6 separate regions of the Mus musculus genome follow, and regions 2, 3, 4, 5 and 6 are each linked to region 1. The links are chromatin contacts, called in public HiChIP or PLAC-seq and promoter capture Hi-C maps. All regions are on one chromosome and are shown on one strand. The core of a region is the stretch at or near the end of the contact, and the rest is flanking DNA. Distances in the headings are between cores, read along the strand shown.

The links. Promoter capture Hi-C pulls out the DNA fragments that hold promoters and counts their contacts. HiChIP or PLAC-seq counts read pairs in DNA pulled down with a chosen protein or histone mark. Capture Hi-C pulls out chosen DNA fragments and counts their contacts.
Region 2: a contact with region 1 is called in a promoter capture Hi-C map of hippocampal neurons, with 5 times the contacts expected there. The contact joins the promoter of Ccdc38 here to the promoter of Apaf1 in region 1. A contact is called at or near these places in 1 of 39 promoter capture datasets (hippocampal neurons) and 1 of 115 datasets of contacts at active chromatin or transcription factors (large pre-B cells).
Region 3: a contact with region 1 is called in an H3K4me3 HiChIP or PLAC-seq map of stem cell-derived neural progenitor cells, with 11 times the contacts expected there. The contact joins the promoter of Elk3 here to the promoter of Apaf1 in region 1. A contact is called at or near these places in 4 of 115 datasets of contacts at active chromatin or transcription factors (astrocytes, embryonic forebrain, large pre-B cells and 1 more) and 1 of 9 other capture datasets (adipose tissue).
Region 4: a contact with region 1 is called in a promoter capture Hi-C map of adipose tissue, with 4 times the contacts expected there. The contact joins the promoter of Cdk17 here to the promoter of Apaf1 in region 1. A contact is called at or near these places in 8 of 115 datasets of contacts at active chromatin or transcription factors (T-cell acute lymphoblastic leukemia, astrocytes, embryonic stem cells and 4 more) and 2 of 9 other capture datasets (adipose tissue and liver).
Region 5: a contact with region 1 is called in a promoter capture Hi-C map of adipose tissue, with 4 times the contacts expected there. The contact joins the promoter of Fgd6 here to the promoter of Apaf1 in region 1. A contact is called at or near these places in 3 of 39 promoter capture datasets (hippocampal neurons, liver and pre-B cells), 3 of 484 Hi-C or Micro-C datasets (B cells, CD4 T cells and CD8 T cells), 1 of 115 datasets of contacts at active chromatin or transcription factors (astrocytes) and 2 of 9 other capture datasets (adipose tissue and liver).
Region 6: a promoter capture Hi-C map of embryonic stem cells shows a contact between it and region 1, with 6 times the contacts expected there. The contact joins the promoter of Hal here to the promoter of Apaf1 in region 1. A contact is called at or near these places in 1 of 39 promoter capture datasets (embryonic stem cells) and 1 of 115 datasets of contacts at active chromatin or transcription factors (astrocytes).

The regions. Positions count from the first base shown.
Region 1 is chr10:91,081,388-91,084,333 of GRCm38.p6, reverse strand. It overlaps Apaf1 (apoptotic peptidase activating factor 1), which reads left to right and starts at 1,591. Exons shown (of 27, transcript NM_009684.2): 1 at 1,591-2,151. Ikbip (IKBKB interacting protein) reads right to left here and starts at 1,295. Exons shown (of 3, transcript NM_026166.2): 1 at 1,038-1,295. The coding sequence starts at 1,207.
Region 2 is chr10:93,539,067-93,542,189 of GRCm38.p6, reverse strand. It overlaps Ccdc38 (coiled-coil domain containing 38), which reads right to left and starts at 1,558. Exons shown (of 16, transcript NM_175488.6): 1 at 1,381-1,558. It overlaps Amdhd1 (amidohydrolase domain containing 1), which reads left to right and starts at 2,157. Exons shown (of 9, transcript NM_027908.1): 1 at 2,157-2,356. The coding sequence starts at 2,220.
Region 3 is chr10:93,309,619-93,312,486 of GRCm38.p6, reverse strand. Elk3 (ELK3, member of ETS oncogene family) reads left to right here and starts at 1,328. Exons shown (of 5, transcript NM_013508.2): 1 at 1,328-1,735.
Region 4 is chr10:93,159,314-93,162,202 of GRCm38.p6, reverse strand. Cdk17 (cyclin-dependent kinase 17) reads right to left here and starts at 1,327. Exons shown (of 17, transcript NM_146239.2): 1 at 1,003-1,327.
Region 5 is chr10:94,034,201-94,037,384 of GRCm38.p6, reverse strand. It overlaps Fgd6 (FYVE, RhoGEF and PH domain containing 6), which reads right to left and starts at 1,384. Exons shown (of 21, transcript NM_053072.3): 1 at 1,075-1,384. The coding sequence starts at 1,090. Vezt (vezatin, adherens junctions transmembrane protein) reads left to right here and starts at 1,586. Exons shown (of 12, transcript NM_172538.5): 1 at 1,586-1,715. The coding sequence starts at 1,680.
Region 6 is chr10:93,487,223-93,490,020 of GRCm38.p6, reverse strand. Hal (histidine ammonia lyase) reads right to left here and starts at 1,253. Exons shown (of 20, transcript NM_010401.4): 1 at 644-1,253; 2 at 87-147. The coding sequence starts at 890.

The DNA of each region.
Region 1 (2,946 bases), core at 342-2,841:
TCACCAATAAACTAAGCTGGAAATAAACCTGCATCAAAACTACTCTACCCTGGAGGATATCCAGAGTCTTTTCTGAATTCTATTAGCTCTCTTATTCCACATTTACACTAATATATCACTAATATATGCTTGGTTTCAAAGCTACAAATGTTGAGCGGGATGGCGGTGCCCCCACTACTGCAAATAAAGTGTAAAAATACATGTATATAGCTGGGTTGTATGTGTCATACAGCCAGGTTGTGGTAGTACATGCCTTTAACACCAGTACTAGGGAGGTGGAGGCAGGCAGATCTCTGAGTTCCAGGCCAGCCTGGCCTACAAAGTGAGTTCAAGGACAGCCAGGGCTACACAGAGAAACCCTGTATCAAAAAACTAAAACAACAACAATAAGAAAACACGAATGTTTAGTCTTAAGGGAAAACATATTCTTTACAATGTTACATACAGTTCAACTTGTAATTTAGGAGTAAGACTATATAGTCTTTTATAGCTGTTAAGAACATGCATGTCTGGTGTCTTACAACCATTGGTAACTCCAGCTTCTTGGATTTGACACTCTCTTGCGGGATCCTCGCGCACCTGCACACACGTGCACAAATACACTGACACTCATACACATAAACAAGAATAAATCTTTAAAAAAGGACTATAGTTTTAATGTAGGCACACAGCTCTAAATAGGAGAAAGTCTCATTAGCATTTATCGCTCAGCAACAACGAACTTTTTTTTATTAGGCTGCAGACATTTTAAGAGTGCGATTTTTGGTGGAGGGTGGAGCAAACTCATCCGCAAAGCTACAGAGTGGACGGGAAGTAGTGGTTTTTAGGTATGTGCAAACTTGTGACGTGCAGTAGTAGATGCTTAATAAAGTGTGGGCCGAGTCCTGGGTGACATGTTCCCAGACTTTAGAGGGCAGCGACAGGAGCATGCTACCAGAACATTGTTAAAAGAGCGTATTCAAGCGAGAGTGGGTTGGCTCGAGGTGCTAGGCGCCCACGCGAGGCCCGACCCACGGCCTGCAGCATCGCACACTTACCAGGCCAGGCCCAGGGTCATCGCCAGAGACAGCAGGCTGAGCCCAGTGCGGGGGTCCGCCCAGCCCGCGTCCCCCCGCGCCTCGGGGTTTTTCCTGCCATCACTCCGCTTCTCGGGCTCAGGAGCAGCCACTTTGGGCCCCGGCTTCTTTCGGCTCTTCACTTCGGACATGTCTGGATCCCTGAAGATCTTGAAGCCAGGATGGCTTTGGAGGGGGGCCGTGGGACGTGGCTGCAGAGCAGCTTCGGAAGGCCACGCCCACCAAGGCTGTGCCCCGCCCTCAAGCGGCTGGCCCCGCCTCTGGATTCCGCTACCCGACTGAGTCTGCGGGAGACCCAAGCTCGCGGGTGCGCGCAGGTTGCGGAGAGGCGCGTAGAGGGGGCGGGGCCGAGAGTGCCACGTCTAGCTGGGCGCGAGCCCGCGGCTTAGCCCCACCCCACCGCGCATGCGAGAACGCTCAACCAGGGCTTGCGGTCACGCGCCGGGCGGGGCGCGCGCGCGCGGCCGCGGCGGCGGGCCCTGGGCGAGTGAATTTGCGTGCCCGGGCGCGCGCTGTGTGGACTGGGCGGGCCCAGCGGTGTTTGAGTGCTCCGCGGTCCTGAGGCAGAGACCAGGAGGCAGCTAGAGGAGCAGACGTCTCACTCCGCTCGCGGAAGGGTGTGAGAGGGGTGTGTGGGGGTCGGCAGCGAGGGGTGTGTGCCATCAGCCACCGGCGACGATCTGAGACAGTCGCAGCGGCTTTCCGAGCGGCGTCCGCTTCCCGCCCGGGCAGCTCCCGCCAGAGGGGTGAAGCGGCGACTGGAGTGGCCGTGCTTTTGTGCCCTGGGTCCCGGTACCCTCCCCTGGTGCGGCCCGAGGCAAGCCCACCGAGGTGACCACCCCTCGACGCCGCTTGGAGATCCCGGGCATCCACCCTGCGCCCCGAGCAGCTGATACCCAGGGAGGTGTCAGGACCTGCCCGGGGCGCGGGGTCGCCGGAAGCCAGGCGGGAGCCCCGGCTGCTTTCTGGCAATCTAGTCTCATAAGTGACCCTCCCTGGGCTGCTTTCTTTCGATTATCATCAGTGACCCTCCCCCGGCTGCTCTTCCCAGCACAACTCCGGTGCAAAGGCTTGGGTAAGTTTACTGCCTCGGTCTCACCTCCCCAAGCTCCTCTGGGCAGGCTCTTTGCAAGTTCTGTTGTAGCTCCCAGGGACTGAAAGATCAGGGGACGCGGGATGTTTGGTAATCATCCTCCTGCTCTTGTACCAGGAAGAGAAATTATCTAAGGAGGAAGTAGACCACTATTACTGTTTTCCTGGATAGACTTAGCCTTTATATTGTGGTCTGTATCTCGGACCAGTTTTGGCTTTCTGTTTTGTTGTGGCCACAAAGAGGTTGTGGCCCTGGGAATTTGCCCATAGTATTCCAGTTTGTGTAAAGTTTGAAAAAAGTTGTTTAAAATTTATATAATTTATGGCTGGGCATGGTGGTGCACGCCTTTAATCCTAGCACTCGGGAGGCAGAGGCAGGTGGATTTCTGAGTTCGAGGCCAGTCTGGTCTACAAAGTGAGTTCCAGGACAGCCAGGGCTATACAGAGAAACCCTGTCTCGAAAAACCAAAAAAAAAAAAAAAAAAAAAAAAAAAAAAAAACCAAAACAAAAAAAATATTATATATATATATATAATTTATGTATATGAGTTCAGTAAGGCTAGAGAAAATTGGAACTTAGTTGTCAAAGTGTTTTTTGTTTTTGTTTTTTTTTTTTTTTTTGGAGACAGGGTTTCTCTGTGTAGCCCTGGCTGTTCTGGAACTCACTCTGTAGACCAGGCTGGCCTTGAACTCAGAAATCCACCTGCCTCTGACTCCCAAGTGCTGGGATTAAAGGTGTGCTCCACCACTGCCCGGTAGAGTATTTGGTTTTTGCTTA
Region 2 (3,123 bases), core at 309-2,808, 2.5 Mb before region 1:
GTGGCTATATAAGGCGAAGACAACCGTGCCTCGGGGAAATTTTCAATTGATTTCCTGAGAACAGGTCAGGGGAGAACTAACAGAAGTAGGCATTTGTTGAACCCCAGTGTGAACCCATCTTTTATCCCTGCAATTACCTTTGCCTGCCAAAAGTTAACAGGTTAGCTAAAATTTTAGAGTATAAAAATTCTCTAACCATAAGTGACTCTGTTTCTACCCTCTGCCATTTCTACACCCCACCCCCTTTCTTCTTTTAATTTTTTTCTTTGACAGTGAGTCACTGTGTAGACCAGGCTAGACTGAAACTCACATAGCTCTATTACCACCCCTGGTTAATCTCTCTCTCTCTCTCTCTCTCTCTCTCTCTCTCTCTCTCTCTTGGCAGTACACAGACATTTGTGGTTGTGTTTCTGCTTTGTGAGCAGCTGTTGAGGTTTTCACTCACATTATTTTATAACTTCCTTCTTTTGTTTTTGTTTTGTTTTTTTCTACCCCATCTCTATTTTCTTATAGAACATGGTGTGGACCTAAAGGACATTTGCTTCTAGTCTGTCGGAAGCTATTTTTACTGTCTGTTTTATTAATGGCTATAAGGTGACCCAAAATTATCTTTGTGATTTGCAGAGTAAGCCTGCTTTTATGGTATTGTTTTCAGTCCTTGACCCTGCCACCCCCATCTCTTGTAGTATTTGTTGGCCTGGGCAAGGGAAGAAAATCTCTTATCTTTTTAGGAAACATACCATAGAAACTAAATAACTTAAGGGTGATATAGTCTTTAGTCTCAGCACTGATGTGCAGTGTGTGTGTGTGTGTGTGTGTGTGTGTGTGTGAGTGGGGGTGGGGAACCAGGGAGAGAGAGAGAGAGAGAGAGAGAGAGAGAGAGAGAGAGAGAGAGATCTGAATTAAAAGGCTATCCTGATCTACATAAAGGGCTCCAGAACAGCCAGGGCTACACAGTGAGACTTATCTCAACAAGAGAAAAAAGACCAAGGGGGGGGGAAGCCCTAAAACCACATATGTACAAATAGCATTATACAGACCAAGTGGGCTGTATTTATGTATTTAGGGACACACACACACCATAGAAAAGGTCTTGAATTTGAAAGAGAACAAGGGTGGTTTAAGAGGAAATCAGGAAATGATGTCATTGTAATCTCAAAAAATTTATGTGTGTGTGTATATGTGTATGTGTGTGTGTGTGTGTGTGTGTGTGTGTGTGTGTGTGTGTGTGTATGTATTCTTTACAAATCCTGCCTGCCAGTTCTTTAAACAATCTGGATACTGTCTGTCTACAACCTTGAGTGCAGTGGTGTGTGTGAAAGCCACCACACTCGGGAGGAGGGGGGGAGTGTCAGACACCCGGGTCAAATCTGGTTTTACCTCAACAAGTCTGGATCACTGTTGAGACCTATCCTTCAAGAAGGCGGTCGGGACAAAGCAGACAGAGGCACCAAACTGATACTCTGTGTCTCAGCTTCATCCTTCCCTGCTCCAGGCTCCCTTCATCCTGGGAACCGCTTACTACCAGGCCCAAGCGCCGATCTGGCCAACCGAACACGCGTGGCACCCGCAGCCAGGCTAGGAGGGTCACGCGGACACCGTGAGCCTCTGCCCCGTGCCCCTGTCGCCTGTCAGCGCAAGTTTGCTAGGTTCAAGTTCCAGCTCCCAGGGCACAGTGTGTTTTTGTCTCTGTTTCTGTCACTGTGTCTAACACACACACATACATACATACACACACACACACACACCATGCACACTCACACCACACGCATACACACACCCCACTGTGTCTGCCTCTGTTTCTGTCACTGTAACACACACACACACACACACCACTGACGTCTCTGTGTGAGCCCTTCCCAACAACACTTCACTTGGCCACTGCACCGCATCTACCTCGCCCAACTTGATCACTTCCGGTGGTGGCTAAATTTCAGTTTTGTTTTGTTTTTAATCCAGAAGTTAGGGGTTGGGGAGGGGGTGATATAACCATCACCTCCTTTACTCCAAACCTGGAAAGGAGACCTGAAAAGACTGGCGTCCACAATAAAGTTTATTCCAACTTTATTCCAGGCGCTCTGGTTGGCACTGCTCCTGTCCCGGTCACTGGCTGCTGGCCAGCTCCCGCCCCACGCTGCCCAGCCCCGCCCCGCCCTGCCCGGGAGCCACAGCTCGCAGGCTCTCCTGTCCTCCGCAGCCCGCCAGCGGCTAGAGCGACAATGACGAGCAGCCACCGCCTCCTGCTGGAGAACGCACAGCAAGTGGTGCTGGTGTGTGCCCGCGGCGAGCGCTTCCTGACCGGGTCTGCGCTGCGCAGCCTGGCGGTGCTGGAGGGCGCCAGCGTGGTGGTGGGCACGTGAGTAGCCAGTAGCTGGGGACAGGCGAGATGGGGTTCCGGAGCGAAAGCTCTTTCTCCAACAAAACACCTTCAGGGCATCTTTCATTATGATCATTGATCATTGATCCCATTATAGCTTCTAAAGTACTGGCTGGTGGGTTTGCTTTGTTGTTTCCAGAAGAGTCTGTAGACTCTTTTTTGCTCTAAAATCCCGGATATTGATCCAGGTGTGCAGTCCCAGCACCCAAGAGGCAGAAGGTGAGGTCTGTAGTCTAAGGCCATCCTTGACTGTATGTAGAGTTTGCATGTGAGATCCTGTTTCAAAAAACAATCAAGAACTTAAAAAAAGAAAGAAAGAAAAGAAAGGAAAGAAGGAAGGAAGGAAGGAAGGAAGGAAGGAAGGAAGGAAGGAAGGAAAGGAAGGAAGGAAGGAAGGAAGGAAGGAAGGAAGAAAGAAAGAAAGAAAGAAAGAAAGAAAGAAAGAAAGAAAGAAAGAAAGAAAGAAAGAAAGAAAGAAAGAAAGAAAAGAAAAAGAAAAAAGGACAGGGTTTCTCTGTGTAGCCCTGGCTGTCCTGGACTCTTGTAGACCAGACTGGCCTCGAATTCACTCACAGAGTTCCACTCATCTCTGCTTCCCGAATGCTGGGATCAAAGACATGCCCCTCTTTAAAAAAATACTTTTAAATAAAACTAACATTACATCTTTTTTCCCCCCTCAAAAAGCACCTGTGGTGTGCATTATGTAGTCCAGCATAGTGGCCATGTCTTTAATACCAGCACTCTGG
Region 3 (2,868 bases), core at 79-2,578, 2.2 Mb before region 1:
TGGAAAATCAGGGTTTGATAGACAGCCCCCTTTCCCATAATTCCTCCTTCTGTTTCACATCTTACCTTGGTCCCCCTCCCTCCTCTCCCCACCACCATTGTCTCTTCTCAGAGCACGGGCAAGCCTGGTCCTCAGTGTATAACCAGCAGGTTATACACATCAGTGATTAAGCAAAAATGCTGCCCTTGTTTAACAAGGTGTTCTGACAGGCACCTGCAGATGTGCGTGTGTGGGGTGGGTATTAACATCCCTGAATTCAATCTAGAACCTTTAATAGTAACCAGATACTCAGAAACAAGCAATCTTTCAGAGAGATAGCAAATGCTAATGGGGGGGGGGCAAGGAAATGTCAGAATGTTGTCCTGCTGACCTGGAGACTTGGCCATTGGTCTGGGATAAGTACGCTGTGGCTAGTTTGCAAAGCACCCCTTACTCTCAACGCGATTCTGTTATTGGGGCTTCCAATCACACCAGACACATTGAGGTGAGGGCTTAAGGGTTACAATTAGGGCTTTAATGAGCCATGTACTCTCATGCCAAACGTTCAAGATTGAAAACTACTGGTCAGAAAGCCCCAAAGGCAGGGGACTGGAAGGTTCTGGAAGGCTGGGGCTGGAGGAACTGTATACAGGGTTTGTTAATAAGAGACCCATTCCCTCCTGCATCCTCCGAGCAATGCCCAACTCTCCAATCAGATCCTGGCCATTGTCCTCAGGGGCGGGGAGTCCAGTCTTGAAACCACAGGGTACCCCTTCCCCTGTCTCAAGCCACCTGGAGCGCCTAAGCAGTGCCTGTCTAAAGCCACTTCACTCATCTCTTTTCTAAGACACAAGGCTCCTAGTTTGTGGCTCTTAAGAAAGTATTCCCAAAAGAGGATCCCAACTCTAAAACTGCCTCCAAATTATTACTATTAATATTAATTATAGTGCTGCTGTTAAATATGCCCCGACAGTAACTCTATCCGACAGCATCTTAGGAAGACTCCATCTCCCTTTGTGCACGCTTATGTTTTTCACCCTCATCTCCTCTGGTCCGCAATAAAAGCAGCCCGGTTCCCAGAGCATCCAAAGTCCTGAACCCCACTCGCCATCCCTCCTGTCCCTAAACTCTTCTTCTATGCCTATGGTAGAGAAAAGCTCGCTTAGGGACCTCCCTTTCGGGGCACCATTAGCAGGGCACGAACCCAGGGTGATGCCAAACTTAGGAACCCGAGGGCTCAGGAGCCGACGGAGCCCCCGCCGAGTGGAGAGACGGCGGCCTGGCCGGCGGGTCCCCAGGCTCCTCCCCTGGGGTGGCCGAGCAGGAAGCGGGGCGGGCACGGCGCGGGGGCGCGCGGGGCGTGCGGGCGGGCGCGGGGCCCGGCGCCGGGGGTATGCGCGGGTCTGGGCGGGCAGCCCCGGCGCACAGCCGCGGCCCGGGCGCACGGCGCGGGGCGGAAAAGCCTGTTTACACAGACTGCACACCGCCTGGGGAATAATGCAGTAAAGGAAGTGAGCAGGCTCGGCCTGACTGCTCCAACTTCCTGCTCTCACACACACCAGAGGAGGGGGGGGGGGGAGAAAAAAAAAAAGAGGAGCGAGAGAAAGAAAAAAAAAAGAGGGGGGAAAATCAGGATCTCATTACAAGAGCAACAGACCGTCTGCAGACGCCTGTCAGCATGGAAAGTCGGGGGCTTTCGCCCGGTTCCTCCTAGAAATCTCCCCAAGAAGACTCCCAAACGCTCCCCCACGTCTGGGTAGGTTGCAGGACTGTTTGCCTGTTGCTCCAGCGCTTGCAAAGTTTTCTTCGGGCTATTTTTTTTTTTTAATTTTTCCTCTTTTTTTTTTTTCTCCTTTCTCCTTCTTTCTTTTCTTTGGCTGGTGGGGGTGGGGTTGTGGGCGCTGTGGGGTGAGTTGTAGACTGCGTTGGGGGAGGATGGGGGTGCGTCCCCGCGGGGGAGGATGCTGTGCGTCGCCACCGCCACCGCCACCGGCGCCACCCCGGGAGCTCGTGCTCGGGCCTGGGGTCTGCACTGCGAAGCCCGGAGGAGACACCCTGAGTGCAAACTCCTGTATCCCTGCAGCGAGGCTCCGGGGCTCTGGGATTAGGGATAGTGGTCGAAGCGGGCTGCGTGGCTGGAGGCTGGATTGTCACTGACCTCCAGCCGGGGTTGCGGTCCGGATCCCTTCAGGATGGGCACCGAGGCGCGAGTGTTCGGATTCAGGGGAGAGCACAGGGGTGGAGAGGGAGCGGAGGACTTGGGCCATGGAGATGTGGGGCCCGGGGCTACGTCCACTCTCTCTGGGCAGGTGACCCCCGCCCAGGTCACCGCCCCAGGCGCACGCCCAGTCTAATGGACATTTAAAAGCCGGCCGAGTCGGCTAGTCCAGATTCGGATTGGGGAGATGGGCCAGGCAAGGGATGAACTTGAAACTCTCAGCTCTTTAACTTCCAACTGCCTGCTGGCCTGTAATGTTACTGGAACTTTTTTTTAAGGGGGGGGGGCTTGAAATTGGGAGGCGGGAGCTAAAAATATTAAATGGTCTCTGTTTTGTTACGACCGAATCATTCCGAGGATAAGCTGCAGTTACGCGGCGGGTGGGGGTGGAAGCAAGAAAGGCTATTTCAGAAACTGCAAAAGGGGCTTTTTAGAAGGAAAAAAAAAAAGAGTGTCGGGAGAGTTTCTGGCTTGTCTGGAAACGGCAAGACTAATTGCCGTGCGCTTCCGCTTTGAAACTGGCTGCAGACAGCATCTTGAAAATGACTCACTGAGGAGCTCACAAAGAAACTGCGGCTTGCTGCTGCTTCTCAGGTTTATGTATTTGTGCCTTTTACAGTTTCCTTTGTAGTGTTTGAGGGTCCCCCGCCCCTTCCCTGCCGGCCCCCTCC
Region 4 (2,889 bases), core at 78-2,577, 2.1 Mb before region 1:
GACTTGTGTCTAGAGAATCAATTTGGCTCAGGAGGCGATAAAACAGGGCCACTGATGCGTCGTCTTCGATGGCCACATTAACATAAGGGAAAGGCGCCACGGATTTCAGCTAAAGGCTTTTGCCATTTTTGAAGAAGAAAAGCTAATTGTTAATGGCCATGTGACACAGAAGATCCCAGAAAGGAAAGGGTGGGAGGAAAAAAAAAAAAAAGAGAAGAGTTCAAGGCAGTTCAGGGTCAGACCAAGTCAGGCATCCTGTCATTAGCAAACGTTCCCCTAGCTGAAGGCAAAATACCGCTTACCCCAGAAGGAGTGGGTGAAAAGTAGGGGAGAGAATGAGTGGGGAACCACAGGGGACGGCGAGGTGGCAGCGTGGGGGTGATGTGGGGAAGAAAACTGGGGCCACCCAGCTGAGATGGGGAGCAGAAGCAACCGGACAAAAACACCGAGAAAAGCAACTGCGGCTAAGACAACGGTGGAACACACACACACACAACCCCCTCTTCCCGGGTTCTCTGGGTTTCCCACAGTCCCTCCGCCTCCGGTTGGAGCGACACTCAGGGGTGTGACCCGCCAGCAAGAGGGCTGCCCGGAGCTTTGTGTCGACCCGCTCCCCCACGAGAGGGCTCCTCCCCCGCGGAGCTGCCCACCCACCCGCGCGCAGCCTCCCGCGTCTCCAAGGAGCCCGCAGCGCCGCGTCCTCGCCCACTCCCGCCGCCCCGCGCCCGCGCCTCCACCCCGGCCCCGGGGACCTTTGTGTCTCGGGGGGACTTTCCGCCTCTTCCCCTCCCGGCGCCCCACGGGGCCAGCAGCCTCCCCAGGAAGCCTCGATCGGCTGCGAACTCTCAGCGGCGGCGCATGGAGCCCCTCCCCCCAGGTCCCCCAACCAGCTCCGCACTCCCGCAGCCCACGCCGCGCGTGGACATGCGACCGACAAGATCCCCACTCGAGCCGCCCGCTGACAGGCGTCACGATCCCTGCCCAGCCCCGCTGCCAACTCACCAGCAAGTGCGGGGACCGCGGGCTCCGGACCGGCGGGCGCGCAGAGCGAGCGAGCGGATGCAGGTCCGGTGGTGGCGGACGCGCCGAGGCGCCTCAGGCTCAGGCCTCCCCCCACCCCCCAACCTCGCGCCTTCCGCTCCGCGAGGGCCGCCGGCCGCCTCACGCGTGGCAGAGCCCCCCGCTCAACATGGCTCCCGGGCCGCGGAGCCTCGCGGACGGCCCAGTACTCCCGGCCACCGAGCCGGGGCGGAGCGAGGCGGCGGGGCGCGGGCTGCCGGACTGCCGGGCGCTGGGTAGACCGCAGCCGCCGCTCTCGTTCGTCTGAGTGCGCGTTGCTTTCTCTCGCTCGGAGGCTGCGGCTTGACGCCTCCGCCTGTTCCCCGGAGCGAGCGAGAGCGGGGGTTAGAAAAAAAAAAAGAAAAGAAAAAAGGAAAAAAAAAAAAAAAAGACTTTTATTGAAACGATCCAACCAGCGGCGGCGGAGAAAAGCGACCGGCTGCGGGAGCTTCCCCACCCCCGCCTGCACGGCTCGCCTGGGGCAGCGCGACCCCTGCCGGCGGTGGCGGCGACGGCGGCATGCGGGGCGGAGCCTTGCCTGGGGGTGGGGCTTATGACTGGGGCGTGGTCTGGGCGGGGCTGGGGGGTATTCCCAGGAAACTTCAAGCGTGGCTTCAAACGCGGCTGGAGAGCAAGGGAGACCCTGTCCGTGGACAGAACGCTGAACAGTGTCTGACCATCGCGATTGGTGAGGAACCGATCGCCACAAATCAGCCCCTCACTGTCCCCTCGCAACAATAAAACTCTGCTTGAAGTATTCCAGGCGCTACTGTACACAGGATGCCTGCCTCAGTACAGTGCTTCAGATGACCCACAAAGAAATACCTCGGTCGATTGCTGCAATTTTCTTCTGTTCTGTGACTGGATATGCGTGGCCAGTGCAGTAATCACCCACGCACAAAGCTTTGATTTCAACCACAGTGTTTTTAAATGTTATTACACTGTTGGCTCTAGGCTGGGGGGGGAGGGTGGAGGGGGGAACTAAAATGGTTACAATAAAACTGTGTTGTGAAAGAGTCAATGCTAAGTTATAGGACCCAGAAAGAGATACTGTTGCAGTGAGTTAGATTCTGTTGCTTGAAGGAGGCAGGCCAAAGAGGTTGGCCCAGTTTCTGTAAATCTTTTTACTTTCTTCTTCCCCAGTTAGGAACAACTGAATGTGTAGACAAACTAAAGTGATCCTGGCCCATTTCTTTCCACAAGTAGGGATAGAAGCTTAAAGTAAAAGCAGACTTAAGTGGCAGAGGAAAATACTGAGAGAACTGAAAGAAGACAGTAGGGTCCGGATGTGGACACCCTAACCAAGAAAAGGTTAACGGTATAAAAGGCCAGTAGGGTGAAGGTTGGGGTTTTTTGTTGTTGTTGTTGTTATGTTTTGTTTTTCTGTTCTTATCACCAGGAAGTGCACGATATATTTTAAATCTCATTATCTACTAAGGACTTCTGAATCGTATCTTTTCTGATTGATGCGCCTTTCCTTGAAGATACTTCCTGCCCTTCTGTCTAGAACTTTGTCGGACACAGCTGGATGTGTTTTCTACAGCTCATAAGGTTCATATATATCAACCGGAGTTCTCCTGTGTCTCCAAAATTACCAGAACTATAGGTTAACAATAATTATCCTCTACAAAGACTTCAACACTTGTTTACCCTATAAAAATGTCCATATTTATACTTCCCTTCAAGAATGAGTGTGTACTTTTGAACAGCAGTTAATGATTTTTTTAATATATGTCTAATTCAGGCAATTTTATAATATGTTAGGAGCTAGCATCATTTCAGAGTTCTTTGTAAGTTAAAGAAAAATATATGTTACACATGACCTACTTT
Region 5 (3,184 bases), core at 135-2,634, 3.0 Mb before region 1:
CCTAGCAGTGTGACTCCTTCAAGGCTTTAGAAGTACAAATCAGAACATTTAGTGTGTGTGCTCTCCTGACAGTTTTCAAGTTGCAGGAATGTTAAACAAACGCCAAAAAAAGCAAAGAAAATTTAATCTGATACTTAAGTGCTAATTCTAGACCTAACTGAAGTGAAACTTACGCTCTTTTACTACAAAATCTCTCATCAAAGTTTCTTCTGATGTGGATAAAGATGCCTTTAATATATCCCATACCTTATTAAATTCTGGCTTTGAAAATGTGCTGTGTTCTTATAAAGAGACTGTCCCTTGGACACAAATTTGGAAGATTAGAAACTGTTCCTTAAAAAGGTCACAACACAATGAGCCAAAGTGCTTAAATTCACACAAAGGTAAGGAGAGGCTTTGTCATTTGGGTGAGTGGAAAGGAGGCAGACTGAAAATAGGGCTTTGTTTACACAGTCCAGGTACGAGGGGGGTGGGGGGGGGAGGAAGAAAGGAAGGAAGGAAGGAAGGAAGGAAGGAAGGAAGGAAGGAAGGAAGGAAGGAAGGAAGGAAGGAAGGAAAAGGTGAAGATGAGCAAAAAACAGGGAGGGGTAGGTGCAGGGGAGGGGGCAACTCGGTTTTGTTTTATTTTACCAACTAATAGTCCATACTCACTCAGGTAATAGGGCTCAAAACACCAGGGTGCAAACAGCTCTATCCAACCCTCCTTACAAGCGCGAAGAGTTTCAGTCAATAAATACTAGGTTTTCAAGCAACGCGGGCTAGTGGCGGAGTTTCTTCAACTCGCTGGAAAACTGTCCTAGCTTAGAATAACTGACTCCTCCACACCGGACTCCACGCTTCCCACACCGCGCACAGGCAGCGACAGCGCCTAAGTCACGGAACCCGAGCAAGCTCCGCGACGCCGTCCCATCACCTGGGCTCAGGGGTGGGGGACGCATCCCGGGGACCCCACAGCGGGCGCGGGCGACCGGCGCCAGTCCCGCACCGCCCACCCGCGGGGAACGCAGCGGGAGCCGGAGCCCGCCGGCGCCCGCCGCGACTACTCCCCAGCCCGGCGCGAGCGCAGCCACTTACCCGCGGCAGAAGTCATGACTGCCCCGCGCGGCTCACGCCCTCAGTCCATGGCTCCCGTTCAGTCCACACTCCCCAGAGTTTGAGCAGAAGACAAAAGTCCCCGCAGCGCCCACATTCCGTCCCGCACCGCCTGAGCGCCTCACAAAGGACGGACGCCGGCTCCCGCGACCCTCCGGCGGACCCGGGCGCTAGCGGCCAGCGACAGGGGGACGTGCACGAGCGCCGCTCCGCCGCGCTCCGGGACGATCGCCAGGCGCGCGCACGAGAGGAGATCGCAGCGGCTTCGCGGACGCGCGCCCCACCTCAACTTGAGAGAAAAATCCGCGCTCCAGGCGCCCCCTAGTAGTCAGGGGATGTAAAAGGCAGACAAAAGCCATAGCTCTCTCCAATAGGAGCTCTGGAACGCCCGCCCGCTCCCGCCCCTCCAGCCTACACGCTCACCCTCTTCTCCAATAAGCAGGTCGGAAAGGGGCGTGGGTCGCGATGCATGCCGGGAGTTGTAGTTTTCAGTGCCCCCGAGGTGGGCAGGAGCCGAAGCCTGGGTGCTGCCCGCCCTCCTGCCTTCATTTCCCATCGTGCTGAGGCGGGTGGTATGGCGGAGAAGGATGACACCGGAGTTTGACGAAGAGGTGGTTTTTGAGGTGAGGAGAAAATGGCGGGGAGTGTGGACCGTCTTTGTTTCCGAAGGACTAAAGGAAGAGCGAGAAGGCAAAGCGATTCAGAGGGGAGGGATAGGGTGACGGGCGCCTGCGGGCCTGGGTCCCCAATCCTCCGCTGTTTCGGGGCCTACTTGCTGCAGCCGCCTGACAGGTATAGCTCAGGGGATCCTGGCGTGGTTGGCCTCTGCCCCGAGCTCGCCCAGAATTCCCAGACCCGGCGCAATTGACCGGCCCTGGGCGGGAGCCTTGATCGGTTCTTACCCTATGGCTGCACCGCCCTGGACTGCGCCTCGTTGGGGCGGGGCCGAAACGTGCTGGATATTCTGTCTACTACTTAACCTCCTTCCCTTTTTATCTTTGATTTTTGCGGGCCTGTTAATCCATAAGTGCCTCCGGTCATCATCATCATCATAATCATCATCATCAAGGTGTGGCCTCTGGAATGCAGGCAGGCAGCAGGTGCCTTTCTATGTGGGGTTTAAGGTCTGTTAAGTGAGACCTGTGGCCAATGGTGTGAGCTCTGGCGTCTCAGCACCTAGGTTCCATTCTTTTGTCCTTGCTGTTGCGCTAAGTGTAGCCAGTTCTGAATGGAAGCTCTGGTCTGGATGTGAATGCTTTTGTGTTGGACTATTTTAAGATGTCTCTGCCATCTTGAATTTAAAAAATAAAGCCTAGTTAATGGCTTTAGTGCCATTTTTACCCCATCAGACAGGTCAATACCCACACCCTGGAACGTGTATGTGTATGTATTGAATATGTATGCCATACTTTCCCTCAGCCAACTAGATTTCAGGGAATTCATACAAGAGAAAGAGAAGAAATCCCCCGTGGTGTATAATGGGAGGGTGAGGTACGGTACAGAATGTGAAGTATTGAGATATCTAAAAACTGCCCGTGGAAGCATAATTTGGAACCCATTGTCCACTCATAGCACTTTAAAAAGCTACACACAGCAAGTGATACCCTAGGTAAATCTTCAGCTCTGAATGAAATTAGGAAGATTGATGGGAGAAAATGTACTCCAGGAAAAGGGTTTTATGTATGCCAAAGATCGGGGTGGGGTGACAATACTGAACGTGCAGCTTTAGGGGCTGGAGTATGGAGGGTTGCAAAGTGACTTAATATAGCTACAGTATCGAGGAGGGAAATATGACTGCTTTGCTATTATGAAGGGTCTAGATATGAGGACTTGAGTAGAGAGGACAAAGGCATACATTTTGGAAGTCAGAAAAATTAATACTGACTTGGATATTCATCTCTAATATGAAATTGAGGGAATGGCTACAGATTGAATGTGGGAGATAAAGAGGAGAAAAAAGTAGGTGGCTGAAATTTTTATTTTTTTACCCTGCTTTCTTTGGTTTCTGGACATAATAAGTGTGTTTTTGGTTTGCAGAGTTTTATTGGTCTGGGGATGTAGTTCAATGGGTAGAGCGCTTGGCTTGAATGCA
Region 6 (2,798 bases), core at 4-2,503, 2.4 Mb before region 1:
CAGACTAGCAATGTGGAACAGCCCCAGCCCCACCGTGTCAGGACCAGCCACCGCAGGGCTGACCAAAGGGGATGCACAAAGGATACAGGAAAACTCCTTCTGGCTGCGACGGAATGAAATCAGGAGACATCACATCACCTTCAATCACTGAAACAAGAAGGGGAGAGAGGGGCCTAGCAGGTCACAGGGTGTCACATCAGGGCAGGTGTCAGACCCAGGAATGACCCCTCCATGCACTGAGCTTGTGTTTCATAGCAACGGCTGCTGGACCGTGACATCCTACATTTTCACACGGTCTTAGCGTCTTTACACAGGAAAGCAAAAAGCAGAAAGGTAGCAGGGGGATGTACGTGGAAGATTGGTTCTAGCCTGCTTCTGTTTCTACTCTGGCAGTCCCTTACAGAAGGATTCTGTCATTGCAAGGGACTCTAACCTGCAGCCTTGGGTTCAAGTCCAGACTGTCACTGTGGCCTGCCTCTCTCCATCTATTGCAGGCTGGGGGCAGGGGGAGGTGGATGATAAAGCAAGGCTTGAGGCTCCCCCAGGGCAAGTACTCAAGTCTTTTTTTCTTGCCGTGTTCCCTGACACGGGGGTGACTTCCTCCAGGACATGCCAAGGCTCTGTTCCCCTGAGGGCCACTCACCCACTTCTACGAACTCATTGTCCTCTAAGGCCACCTCCAGCTCGTCCTCATTGTCCAGCAGGCCCAGGCCCTTGCACCGATGCACAAGGAATTGCACTTCATCCACCGAAGTGAAGCCACCATTGTCCGGTTTGTTCTTCATGTAGCGTCGCACAGCCTCACGGCCCAGCCAGCCAACAGTGAGCTTCCCATCCTGACAGGGCACCGCCAGCCATTCCCCACGCACGTGCACTGTGTACCTAGGCATGGCTCAGATGCTATAGCCCTTCTGAGCAGCAGGCCACTGTAACCAAGGGCTGGCTCCTTTCCTACAGTCCTCGACTGGGGAGAGCCTTTATCCTTTACCAGGGAGGGGAGTGTCTGCTGGGGTGTGGTTGGCAGTGAGACTGAGAGTGGACTTTCAGAACACACCCCTTCCCTTGCCTTTAGCCATTCACACTTTAAACAAATATTGATTGCGGTCTCTGGTGTTCCTTTGGCCTTTCTGGATGCTGAACTAGGTGCAGGAGACAGGGATATGGGTAGCTGAGCCCACTTTTAATGTAACCTTGTAGTTCTCTGACCCTGGAAGTCCTTCTGACCAGGGTTCCCCGTTCTCTCTCTCCCTTTCTGAGTCTGCCTTGAAAGCTGCTTATAAACACCATGTTCCCCTCTTTAGGGAATTACTCAATTGGTAAAACGCATCCTCTCGGTCAATTGTGACACCCAGAGTGTAGCAATCCCCATTCATTTATTTATTCCACAAACACGCGTTGAGCAACGCCTCCCTGCCAGTGCCCAGTGCTACCAAAGCCATTGCTCCATCAAAGAAAGCAGTTCTGAAAAGGTTGTGTTTAGACACATGAATCACCGTAGCTTGGAGGCCCTCAGCTCACTACCCTGGGGTGAGTGAGTGATCTTCCCGTTTCCTAAGCCAAAGGCAAATTCTCTAATGCCGTGATTCGCGGCATCTACCTGGGATAAATCCTGGCTGTGTGACTCGCAGTCATTTGAGTCCCCTGGGATTCAGCTTTACTCGTCTATGAAACGAATATCCCCACGGGCAGCTGGAAGGACAAAGTCAATTAGTGTGTGTCAACCCTGAGGTCCGTGCCTGCTGGATGGGGAGACTCCCAATTACTCTCACCAGGACTTGGACTTTAACACTCCACATGCCCTCAAGAGTGTGTGTGTGTGTGTGTGAATATTCCTTATCTTTGCCCCCTGGATATCCCTAGTTCAGCTAAGCTTCTTCCCTGCCCCAAACCGCTTCCCCTGCACCCCCCCCCACCTAATTTTGCCCCACCTGTGTTAAGGAACACTGATAGCCCAAGAGATTCAAAGAATTGTGTGCGCTTTAGTAGTATGTCAGTTCTGAGAAATTTGATTGAATAATCAGAAACCCTGACCTGCCTTCTACTTCATTAGAACAGTTGCTCTGTAGATAGACACCCAGATCCACATCCAGTGTCTTACCATCAGTCTATCGAAATGTATTCATCAGACAACCACACCCCGACTGTGCCCTGCAATTTGGCAACATCTCGATTTGCTATCAAGACAGAAGTTAGCTTCAGTTCAGTATTCCACCTCCAGGACATGGCCTTCCACCTTACTTAGCTCATCTCTGCCCACGGACCTGACCTCCGGTTAACCCTTTCTTCTCCTCCTGAACCCCACCGCTTAGGAAGCTATCCTAGTTGCTTATGTGGCTATGCTTAAACAGCTTCAAGGTCCTTGGGAAGCCAGAATCTATTATGTGTGTAATTTGGGATGAAACCCATACCCTGAGTCCTTACTCTGGACTGTCACCTGCTTACCCCAGCAGACTGATGTAACAAGTCCTATGACCGTGGGGGTGATGGCACCACCCTTTGACTCATGCCCCCCCCAGAGGGAACGCTCCAAGTCTTCCCTCTCTCCTCAACTTGCAGCTCATTCCCAGATACGGGCTTCATCTTTTACAACTCTGGGAAAACTGTGGCCCTCAGATGTGAACCACCTTCATTTATTCATTCATTCACCACCAAGTCCTGTCTGAATACCTGTTCAGATGTTGATGTCTGGAGATGAACAGATGCGCCAAGGCTGAGATGTCCCACTACCCCTCAGGTTGAAAGGTCACCCAAACTATCGGGTGCTCTTGCTGACATCCCAGGTAGACCCAGCTTTTGAG